3 separate regions of the Zea mays genome follow, and regions 1 and 2 are each linked to region 3. A link is a contact called in public Hi-C data. All regions are on one chromosome and are shown on one strand. The core of a region is the stretch at or near the end of the contact, and the rest is flanking DNA. Distances in the headings are between cores, read along the strand shown.

The links. Hi-C and Micro-C count contacts between places; a contact is called where the count stands out from the background.
Region 1: a contact with region 3 is called in a Hi-C map of ear, with 1.7 times the contacts expected there. The contact joins the enhancer-like site here to the promoter of LOC103638692 in region 3. A contact is called at or near these places in 2 of 25 Hi-C or Micro-C datasets (ear and endosperm).
Region 2: a Hi-C map of endosperm shows a contact between it and region 3, with 2.6 times the contacts expected there. The contact joins the promoter of LOC103638693 here to the promoter of LOC103638692 in region 3. A contact is called at or near these places in 7 of 25 Hi-C or Micro-C datasets (ear, endosperm, leaf and 2 more) and 1 of 3 datasets of contacts at active chromatin or transcription factors (leaf).

Annotation. Positions count from the first base shown.
Region 1 is chr9:95,639,905-95,643,289 of Zm-B73-REFERENCE-NAM-5.0, reverse strand. No RefSeq gene overlaps it. Among protein-coding and RNA genes, the nearest start is that of LOC100279655, 52 kb to the left of the region's middle. Within about 2 kb of position 1,574, at least 14 of the 20 cell types and tissues checked have an H3K27ac peak or open chromatin away from gene starts, as enhancers often do. A contact at or near this core is called in ear, where this site is marked.
Region 2 is chr9:95,697,485-95,701,293 of Zm-B73-REFERENCE-NAM-5.0, reverse strand. LOC103638693 reads left to right here and starts at 1,495. Exons shown (of 4, transcript XM_008661534.3): 1 at 1,495-1,690; 2 at 1,763-1,836; 3 at 1,956-2,381; 4 at 2,455-3,201. The coding sequence starts at 1,970. The coding sequence ends at 3,131.
Region 3 is chr9:95,485,647-95,489,365 of Zm-B73-REFERENCE-NAM-5.0, reverse strand. LOC103638692 reads right to left here and starts at 2,459. Exons shown (of 6, transcript XR_002265128.3): 1 at 2,116-2,459; 2 at 1,865-2,035.

The DNA of each region.
Region 1 (3,385 bases), core at 325-2,824, 150 kb before region 3:
GAGAGGGCGAGAGGGTTTGGCAGACGACGCAAATGAGAGAGGGGAGGGGGCGAGCAGGGCGCGGGGCTCAAAAGGGGCGCGGGCGCACGGACGTGGCTGGAGAACGTGCGGTCGTGGGCGCGTCCACGGCGGGGAGATCGTGGGCGGGAGGTTGAGGACGGCTGACAGGTGGGGACGACGGGACAGAGAGAGGGAGAGTGGGCGCACGCCAGGGAACCAACACTGACAGGTCTAGCCCACAGGGCAGAGAGAGAGGGGGAGAGAGGGCGCGCTCAGGCTTGCGCCGACAAGCGGGGCCCGCCTGTCAGACACCGAGGGCGCGCGGGGCTGGGTCGGCTTGGGCTAAATGGGTTGAAATGACTTTTTCTATTTCCAGGGAATTTCTAATTGCTTTTCTATTTATTTTCACTAGGGTTTTCAATTGAAATTCAAATCAAGTTTCAAATTCAAGCCAAATCAAATATATGCAACAATTCAAAGAATATTTAGGCTCAATATGATGCAACATTCCATGACTCATAAGTTTTGGGCAAAATAAAATAATAATCCTTCACTAATACAACTAACTCTAATTAAAAGAAAAAGAGAGGGAGAAAGCTGGAGAGAGAGAATCTAGAGTGAGATAGAGAAGACTAACACCTGAAATTGGATGATCATAAGAAAGAAATTTTATACCCCCAAATTTAGGGTGTTACACTGCCACACTTAGGTTATCTTGGCGATGAGGAGTCCAGGTCTGAGATATTGGACAACCAAGACCCGTAGCGTAGCAGCAGTCGGCATATGCTACGGAGTTGGTGGTGATGTTGTGTCGCTTCGGCGGGTCCAGGGCTGGAAAGACACTCGCATTCTCTCGCCGTTCTCGGATTGACGCCTGATGCGGGTGCCTCTCGGTTTGTAGCTGCTCCGGCTGGGCTTCTTTCTCCGCTAGCGTGCTCTCTCCCTATATATCTAGCGGTATACTACCTGTGTCGCCTCCAGATGCCCAGGTCTTCGTTGTGTCTTTTTCTACGGCAACGAACAAGTATGTCCGCCTCTTCCCTTCCCCTCCTGCTCTACGAAACCTTGGAAGTGGAGGAGTCGAGAGATAAGAGTCTCTGATTTGCTGCCTATGATACCCGTGCGTTTATAAAAAATATTATGCAAAAAGTGGAGACAATCAATAAAAATATTGATATTTTTTTGGTGGATAGTTTACGTGGGTATTGTTGTAAGCCGTCGCAACGCACGAGGAACCGACTAGTTATTCTATATGGTTGAGTTGTTTGTGGTGGAATTTAGTTTAAATTTTGTATAAAACTAACACGCGTAGACTAGGAGGAAAACATAGACATGTAAAGAAAGCTTACATTCCAAAATAATCCACGCGGTTTGGCAGGAAATGGATGGATAGGCGGCATACCGAGGGGGTCATGGTCATCGATGATTCTAGGTTCCGCACACGCACTTACACGTGGGGGCAAGGTGCCTGTGGCGGATTGTTCGGCGAATTTGTTTGGTACTGGCACGTACTATAGAAATAATTGGCTGCCTCGTGGGCCGGTGCATGCGGCCGGTGGTTTGTTAGTACAGTGGAGCCGGTGGTTTGTTAGTACAGTGGATGATGCATGCATATGGTTAGCTAGTCCATCTCAGTGCATCATAACATCCTGCAAAATCGAACGCTGTCACAAAGGGTTTAGGGTAAACACCCTCTAGTACGTGTTCGTTGATTCCTGTGTACCCTGCCCAAATGTATCATAAACTATGGCCTACTTTGACTTTTGGGTGGAGATTAGACAATGGGTCGGGTTGAGATCGGGTGAAGTAAAAATCCGTCCGATATCATATCTGTGGGCGTAATTCCAAATCCACACCTAACCCGTCGGGTTACGGGTGAGTTTTGGGTCATCCGCGTGTTTTTATTAAGTGTGCACTTTTAAACAATAATTTATCTATAAACAATTAAGTACTAATAATAATTGAGTTATAACGTTTATGAAGTGCCGAATTAGGCCGTCATACATGAAAAGTATTTCTTTTTAGCGATGATTTTTTTATATTGATGGTTCCTAAAGAAGTAAACGCCAGTAGCGCAAAATGTGGATCCAGGCCAAAATCGTCATTACAAATGAATATACACTGGTATTTTCTTATAAAAACCGCTAGCCTAAGATTATGTTTGGAGGCACACCGTTTTTTTAAAAACCAGTTTCTATAAACTAGTTTATGAAAAAAAAAGTTGGGTGACGGTGTTTGGAACTTAGTTTCAAAGAAACCATATTCTATTGATACATAATTACTATCATACATTTCCTCTATTTTAAAAAACGGTAGCAATATATGTAAATTCTATAAAACCAAAAAAGGCATGATGTAATTAAACAAACAAAAGTGGTTTTAGCTAAAAAAGAGCAACTTGGGAATCCAATTTCTATAAACACTAGAACATAAACTGTTACGTTTAGAATCACTATAGTTTTTATAATCAATTTTTTTAAAAAACTAGGTGCTTCCAACCATGCCATAAATAGTATTCACAGCAGCAGCAGCCGTTTTGATGCTCTTTCCAACAATTACCATGATACTTGCTAATATATTTTACTATCTCTCTCAAAGATTCTCCATCTAAATACAATTCGTCTCCAACAATTCTCCATGTACACTAGAATTCAGTTAATTAACATGTATTTATCTTTCTTTGAAATTTTAAAATTCATACAATGTTTGTAGTGCCATAATACACATTACTAACTAGTTGTACGTACTTTGCTACGATTTTTATATATTATATATGTAAGTATTGAGATATCTATTCAAATATAATTATTTTTTGTTTCTAAACACTAAGTTACGTGTGGTTTGGTAGTTAGCCTCAAATTTCTGAGGCAGGGGCGTGGGTTCAATTGCTTGCTCTGCACTATTTTTTATACAATTATTGTTTATTTCTAAACACTAAGTTACTTGTGGTCTGCTAGCTGTGCGGGCGTTGGGGACCATAGGGCAGTAGCTGAGAGAACGCTGCGTGGACGCTGGACGTTGGGCCCATAGGGCACGGCGCCGAGGCGGGACGCATATGGGACGGGAGAACCAGTCGGGAGAACCAGGCGGGACGCATATGGGCGCCGGTAGTGACGTGAGGCGGGCTCAAAGTGTTAGCACGGAGGGTGAAGCCATGGTAGCATCAGATACCCACATTAGGTTCTTAATAGAGTAGTATAGATTATCATACCATGAGGCTTAAATTGGAATAAAACATGTTAATTAACATATAAGGGGAGCTATATGCGGCTGTTGGAGACCAAATCCCCCTAAAGCTCCTCCTATGTCACGTTGGGGGAGCTTTAAGAGGCTCTGTTGGAGTGAGCCTAACGGTTGTGTCGAAGAGATATAGGAGTGTTGCGGC
Region 2 (3,809 bases), core at 246-2,745, 210 kb before region 3:
TCCATATCTGGTACCCGACGGGTATACCCGACCCGTTTTCACTCCTAGAAGCTAGTCTACAAGTCAAACACTTTCCTAAACTTGTAGCTTTGAAGTAGAGTTGCTCAACTCTGAAGTTAATAAAGTTGAATTGGTTTTTATGAAACTGAGCTGTGTCAAATAGCCCCTAAGAACAACTCTAATAGATCTCTAAAAAAGGTCCTTAAACTCAGGTTTAGCAAGTCGCTAAATAGCTATAGAGAGTAAAAAATAGCTATAGAGAGTAAAAAATAACTTGGTCTCCAAAAGTTTTTAATATTTGGGAAGTAGTTCAGTTTTGAATCTAGTTTTGGTAGGTTCATTTTCTTTTTTCTGGAGTTCGATCAAGATTTTGTCTCCCTGATAGCCTACTTCTCTGTAGCGGCGGCGTGAGCGCCGATAGACTGCAACAATTACATACAATGTCTCCTAGAAGCTAGTAATCATGTTAGTGCCTTGTATCTATCTACTATATCCAATAACGTAGAAGGAGGTGAACCTTGAGCCTGCGCATCGGACCTGGCAGGGCGGCATAGCTAGCTTGACGGCAGGGTCGAGTGTCAAGAAGTTCAACGGCGAAGGAGAATGCTTAGTCGTCTGGCGACGCCAGAGCTGCCTTGGTGGCATAGTCGTGGGGCCGAGGAGCAGGGTTACTCCCGTCGGACCTAGCAGATGGAGGGGTTGAGGGTAGAAGACATCGAGGGTGGAGTAGACCGGTTGGCGCAACCTGTGGAGGAGCGGTGGACCAAAAATTTATGCCACACGTGTCGGACCCGACTGTCTCGCTACGGTCCGACCTAGCTACATAGCTGCATAAGAAAGAACGAGCATACGGTGCGAAGAAATCAATGCCAACTACGTTTGAGAAGTTGTTGGATAGCAAATAACTAAATTTAGCAAGTCTATTTAGAGAATTATTGGAGAAACGTTAGTCGCTCTAACTCGCCTTCTAGCTTGAATCAAGGCGTGGCTGGCTGCTACTCAGCTAAACCAAGTGCCAGCCTTGCTGTCACTAGGGTGAAAACGGGACAGGATTACCCGGCGGGTACCGGATACGGGTACTTAAAATACCCTGTTTTTCGGGTACCGGATACGGGTAATTTTGTATACGGGTCGGATACGGATACTACCCGGATATGCATCAGTCGGATACGGGTAGGATACATGATGACCACTACCCGGCAAATACCCGAGAAGTACGGGTAGGATACGGGTACCCGGTTAGCGGGTACCCGCTTCAGTTCCTGCATGCATTGTGCCTGTACGTGGAACGTCTCGGGCTCTCGGCTCATGCATGCTCGTTGTGGAACGTCTCGGGCTCTCGGCTCATGCATGCTCGTTTCAATTTTCTAGTGCCTGTGCGTGGAATGTCAAGCCCATGCTTGTTTCATGAACATGCTACGTGCAAACAGGCCCAGTCGGCAGCCCCAGTCCATCCGGCCATTTGTTTGGACGACCAGACGTCCACCAGTCACCACGCGACCACGGTCCACGGACTCACGGAGACAGACGCAGACGCCGCACCCGCACGGCCGTAGCTAGCCCTAGCCGCCAGGCACCAGCGGCCAGCCGGAGGCCCGGACGACTGGACTGCCATTCTGCCAAAGCCGTCGTCGCCACAGGGAAGCGCCAGTACGCCGCCGCGCCGGTACGCCGCTCGGCCCTTCTACAGGTGAGTCTCCACCCCGCTCATGGCAGTTCGCCTGTTTCCATCCGACACTCAGGTTTACTGCACCTGTTCCAGTGTTCGTAGTCCCAGTTGTTCCGGCGAGTGGCGACTATCAGCTTCAGAGCTTCCCCAAATCAGCCACTAGAAAGGTCAGCATCAACATTCACTGTCCGAGCATCTCTTATTCTGTTTAGTCAGGTGTTCATGTCACTGAGATGGAGGATGTAAATCAGTTTTCATGTCACTGAGAATATCTTATTTTATTTAGGAATTGGCAGCACCATGGATGTAAATCACATCACTGAGATGGAGGATGGTTTAAATGATGATGAAATGGAATATCCATTTGAGGGTGATGCTAATGCCAGTAACAATGATCAGATAGTAGAGGACCATGCTGATGATGCCCCTATTGCTAGTGGTGAGAATGCCATCGTCCAACAGCAAGTTGGTCTGAGAAAGAAGAAGTACATGTATGTGAATGACCATCGTGTTGTGAAACAACGGAAACTAGTACCAACAGTGACAATTCCCGCTATGAACAAGGATAAAGGTCCAATGCCAATGAGTATCTCCAAGATGAAAACCAAGAAGCCAATCGGTACCCCTACTAGCAGCAAGCTAATGGCATCTGCATTCAAGGTCACATCAAGCAAGAATGAACTTATGGTTTTAATGCAAAAATCAGCTGAAGGTAATGACTTTGTGCATTTTCTTTTCATAGGCTGCAAGTTTCAATTTGCAATAAAAAATGTTTTTTGTTGTAGTTGTGCAACCTGCAATTGCAAGTGCTACCGCTAGTGCAAACGCAAGTGCAAGTTCAAGTGTAAGGGCAAGTGCAAGTGCAAGCATACCAGCAAGTGCCCAAGCAAGTGTCGGCGACGATGAAAAACAAGTAGATGGCCAGATTGGGAAAAGACTCACTTCATGGGTCTGGCAACATTTCACAAGGTATGAAATAGATGTTGAGCAACCTGATGGTTCCAGTGTTAAGCAAAAGTGGGCAAAATGTCTTCGATGTTCACATAAAGCTAAGGCTGATGCTTCAAATGGTACAAAGGCTTTTAGTAACCACTTAAAATTGAAACATTGTCTTGTGAAGGGTCAACAACAGCTAAGTCAGAGTGGGAATGACATAGCGACATATAAATATGATGAGAAAGCCAGTGTGAGACTTCTATATTATGCCATCATCATGCATGAATATCCATTCATTGTTGCCGAACACAAGTATTTTATGAAATTTATCAAATCACTACGGCCATCCTTTCCTTTCAAGTCTCGTATCACTGTTCGTAAAGAGATCCTTCGCTATGTTGTTTGCGCTTTTGTAATAAACTATGTAGCATGTTGTGTATCTCTTTTAATGTTGCGGCGAACTTGTGTGAAATATCCACTATCTATTATATATTTGTGGAATTGTGAACTTGTGGATTATACATAAAAGACGGGGTATGCTGCTGATTTACTTTTAAAATTGTGTTGTTTCTTCTATAATGAACCTGTGTGAAATATCTACTATTTGTTATATACTTGTGGACTTGTGGAGTATGCCTAAAAGAGGGGATATGCTGCTGATTTTTTTTTTGAAATTGTGTTTTTAGTTCTATAATGAACTTGTGGTTAGTAACTTGAATTGTATGTGTCCATTTTGTCAATATTTGGCTTTTTCATCAGGACAGACTATCCGACTAATATCCGTTATCTATCCGGGTAATATCCGATATCCGTTTCTTACCCGCCCTATTTATTACCCGATCCCGTCCTGTATCCGTCCCGGATTTTAACTATCCGTATCCGATCCTGTATCCGAGAAAATTGTATTAGGGTAGGATATGAGATGACCTAGTATCCGTCCGTATCCGTCCCGTTTTCACCCCTAGCTGTCACACCCTCCACCACAGCCTCCAGCGCTCCAGTTCAGACGAAGCTGTCGAAACGTCAGAAGCCTCATGAAATGCAAAAGCGTGCACTCCTACTAGTACAACCTTTTATTCAACGACACGACTGGCAATGGGTTTCCTTTTTCCTCCCTACGTCATGCCGGTGACGCAGGCAGGTTTTCGGGGCCAAGTGCATGAACCACACGGACGGGAGCGTCCAGGCTCCACCAGGGGAGCAG
Region 3 (3,719 bases), core at 1,210-3,709:
GAACCACAACTAACAAGGCGCATGCATGCACGCTTGGCAAAAAAACAGACCACCTTCAAAGCAAAAATAAACATTGTGAACTGTGAAGTGATTAAAGTGTGCCAATGCCAGTGCTACTGCTATGAGTTTCAGTTCTCTATACTTTTCTCATAAGGTAATTGTTTAACTATACAAGCAAGCCTGACCTCATATGTCTAAAGGAAGAAGCAAATCTGATATCAGGACTTATACATTATGCATTGGAGAGGGGGAAAAACAAGACTAATGCATTATGCAACAACAGCTGCTGCATGGTGTTTTCAGCTAGTTTTTTCAAATTTATCTATCTGATTTTTCCATCCCAATATATATTTGTTTCCTGGGCAGTTCTGTATTTTTGCAACTACACATGTATGTTTAGTTAGTAGTTCTTTAGCCAGTTATGTATTACATAGTTTCGTAAATAACAGTTTACATGATGTAAGACACTACACTATCCTAGGATTTACCACATAGGAATGTCATACAGTGCTGTAGTTTTTTGAGCGATAGTAACCATCATACAAGTTGGTTCATGTGACACTACAAGCACTAAAACTACACCATGTGTTTACTAACCAAATTGGAAAATAAAATCGGATGAGTGAAAAGAACATTTTGAATCATCATGATCGACTATAGTAGCATCTACTGCAGAAACAACAAATCAGAAGCCTGTTCTGTAACTATGAAAATGTAGATACCACCAGCATCGACACGCAACGATATTGGTCCTGAAGCATCAAACTTAACCATGGATATCCCTCATCCGTACCTGTTTAAAATAAAATCGAATATGTAACTAAAAGGGAACTACATAAATCTCCTTTCACCCTTGGTCATATTTTCCTTTGACATAATCTTCATTAGCATAACGCCCGACTGAATTTGCCCGGAGCACTGGAGCAGCACATCAGTTGTTAAAAATCAGTGTCACAACTCACATTTTCCCCAAAACTACAGCTCTAAAACCTCAAGCCTCAACACTAACTACAGAACATTGGGATCCAACACATACTCCCAGCCTATGTGACTCCATCTTTATCCCCACCTGCCTCAGTAGTGGTTTTCTGCCCTACATTCCAGGTTCGATTTTCACATTCTCCATTGCAGGAAGCCGATCGGCACCAAAACTGTGAGACATCTGGTGGCAGATTGTACCAGTTAGAAGGCAATATGTCATGTGTGCCAATTTTCAGTTCCTTCAGCACTAATTTCAGAAGATCCATCCTAGTGAATAAAGGACCCCCAACCTAAGTACAAGTAATGCAAGGCACCACAATGCTACAAAACTCTAGTGAGCCAAGGCTATCAGGAACAAGATACCACCTTCCTATGTGTAATTCTCAACTCACAGCTGTTATTGATGACTTGACAACAGCTCATGATGCACAGAAGCTTCTCACGTGGTGCTTTAAAGGAATTAATCTTCTGCAGCTCTTTCACTGCAAGCTGAAGTGGCATGTGCAGAGAAAGAATGGTCTCAGTCAGTATGAGCTTTGGCTGTATCACTGGAACGATTTCTTTCATGGGAACTTTGGATAATTTAAAATTTTGGATTTTACATGATTAAAACCAGCAACTTCTTGAATATACACAGTACAATCAGAGCATAATTGATAACAGAGGGGGAAAATAGAGCTGAATGCTTAACAATTGACACCCTTTTGAATATCGAGGCTAGCAAATTTATATCCAAGTAATACTATTTTGGGGGCTTCATTTTGATCAAACACACAATGCTATTAAAATGTGAAATGCACCAATTACTCCCATCCTTAGAACTTATGACAAACATCAAGGACTGAAATCGCATTGTGGATGCTTCAAGCTCAGAATGAGTTACCAGCCACGATGCCTCGTTATGCAGGACCTTGGGTATATCCAAGTGATGAGGCTTAACAAACTGCTGCAAGAGACCAATCTTCTCTAAGATGTCCATGTCGGAAACGGCATCCTCAGTGGAAGTCCCAAACGTGCGGTCGAACAATTTGGTCATGACATACTTCTCCAGGCCCTAACGCACAAAAAAGGCCTCATCAGGTACATGGAGGCAAAAAACAAGGAACAGTGATTCAGTGAGGGGTAGGGCTTCACCTCAAGCGCGTGGTCGATCTCCTAGTCGGTGGCGTTGGCCCAGAGCGGGTGGTCCCTGATGGTGCTCTCCATCTCCGCGAGGAAGGCCTAGACCTTGTTGCCGTCCTCCTCGGTGTTGGGCGCGTGGAAGGAGGAGACGAGGAAGCTGTCGGCGCCAAGCTAACCACGGATGGGGACGGGGACGCATTTCCAGGTTTTCGTCTGGGGTACATTAAAAGACAATTGTATCAAAAGAACATGTAGTCAGGTTTTTGTTTTCAAGAGAGTTGTGACTTATGATTATCTTGAAGCAATAAAATTTCCCTTATCAAAAAAAATCAAGAGAACATGTAGGTACTATTTGCATCAACTCTTCATTAGCTAGTATCTGCATTATAAACTCTGGAAAATAGCATGGTAAACTGAACATTGGTGATACCTGGCAATCGAATTGTCTGTGACGCTACTCAGTTTTCATGTGCTTCTCTTTTCACCTGTAATGAGCATGCCGATCTTAGTTTTTTTGTTAAAAAAGAACAGACCCCTCACAAATTAGTAAATACTACTGAATGACCAAGTCGGCGTGGTAATATGCTAACAATACCATTGAATATTTTGTCCAAGTTTTTTTTGGCAAAAAAGGGGCGAATAGTGCTAGCATCACCATGGTTATCACATAGGTGACATGTTGGTGTGTGTGGCGTTAGCAGATCACATGGTACCATTTGCCTTCACAAAGCTATTAGCAAATTATACAAAGTTATGCAACGTACGGTCCATTTCATGATCCAAAAACAAAATCTCAGTGTAGTTGTACAAGATGTAGAGATCACAAGGCGAGGTCTATAAACAAGGGGATCCTCGTCCGCGGGCTCCTCCAGCAACAGGCGCGCGAGCAGGGACCCGTCGGCTTCTTATGCACTTTGGCCTTTCCCAATTCCCATATCACTCCTTTACTCACCATAACCTTTACCAAAGCTCGGAATCAATTGAAAATGGTTGCAGACGGTGTCAAACTCCATAGGAGTATAAAACCAAACCCACTCAAGGCTGAACCTGAAGTGTTCCAGTTTATCATGTAGTGTTCTTAACTTCTTATTGTCGGCCAAGGTAAACAAACAACAAATAAGTATTTTAGACTTAATAAAATTCAAACGATTGACTTGAGGCACATTTACAAAAATGAAAATATTTTTCACAACCCAGAGGTAGCATGTGTGATAAGGCATGGTCTTGGGGAAAAATTAGATCTTGTGACTTGCGTAAGTGTTTGTGCCCATGTTAAACAAAATAAAATACAAGCATAAGTGTCAAACAAAATAAAATACAAGCGTAACTGTTTTCAATAGAAATACGGAACATTGGTTGGATATCCACCGTTAACAATTTTCACTAAGTCATATACTCCTATCATAGCACTGAATAAACTCTTCAATCACACCAGATATTGCCATGTGCAGGAGATGATAACCATGAATAATCTAGCAGCATGTACAGAATCATTGAAGATGAACTACTGTTGAAGAAAATAAAACAGTTATCTACAACCTGAACTATTGGCATGCATTATAAAATAAATCTCTACTACTCTAATGATTGGCGAGGGCGGTGTGGGGAACGTGGTC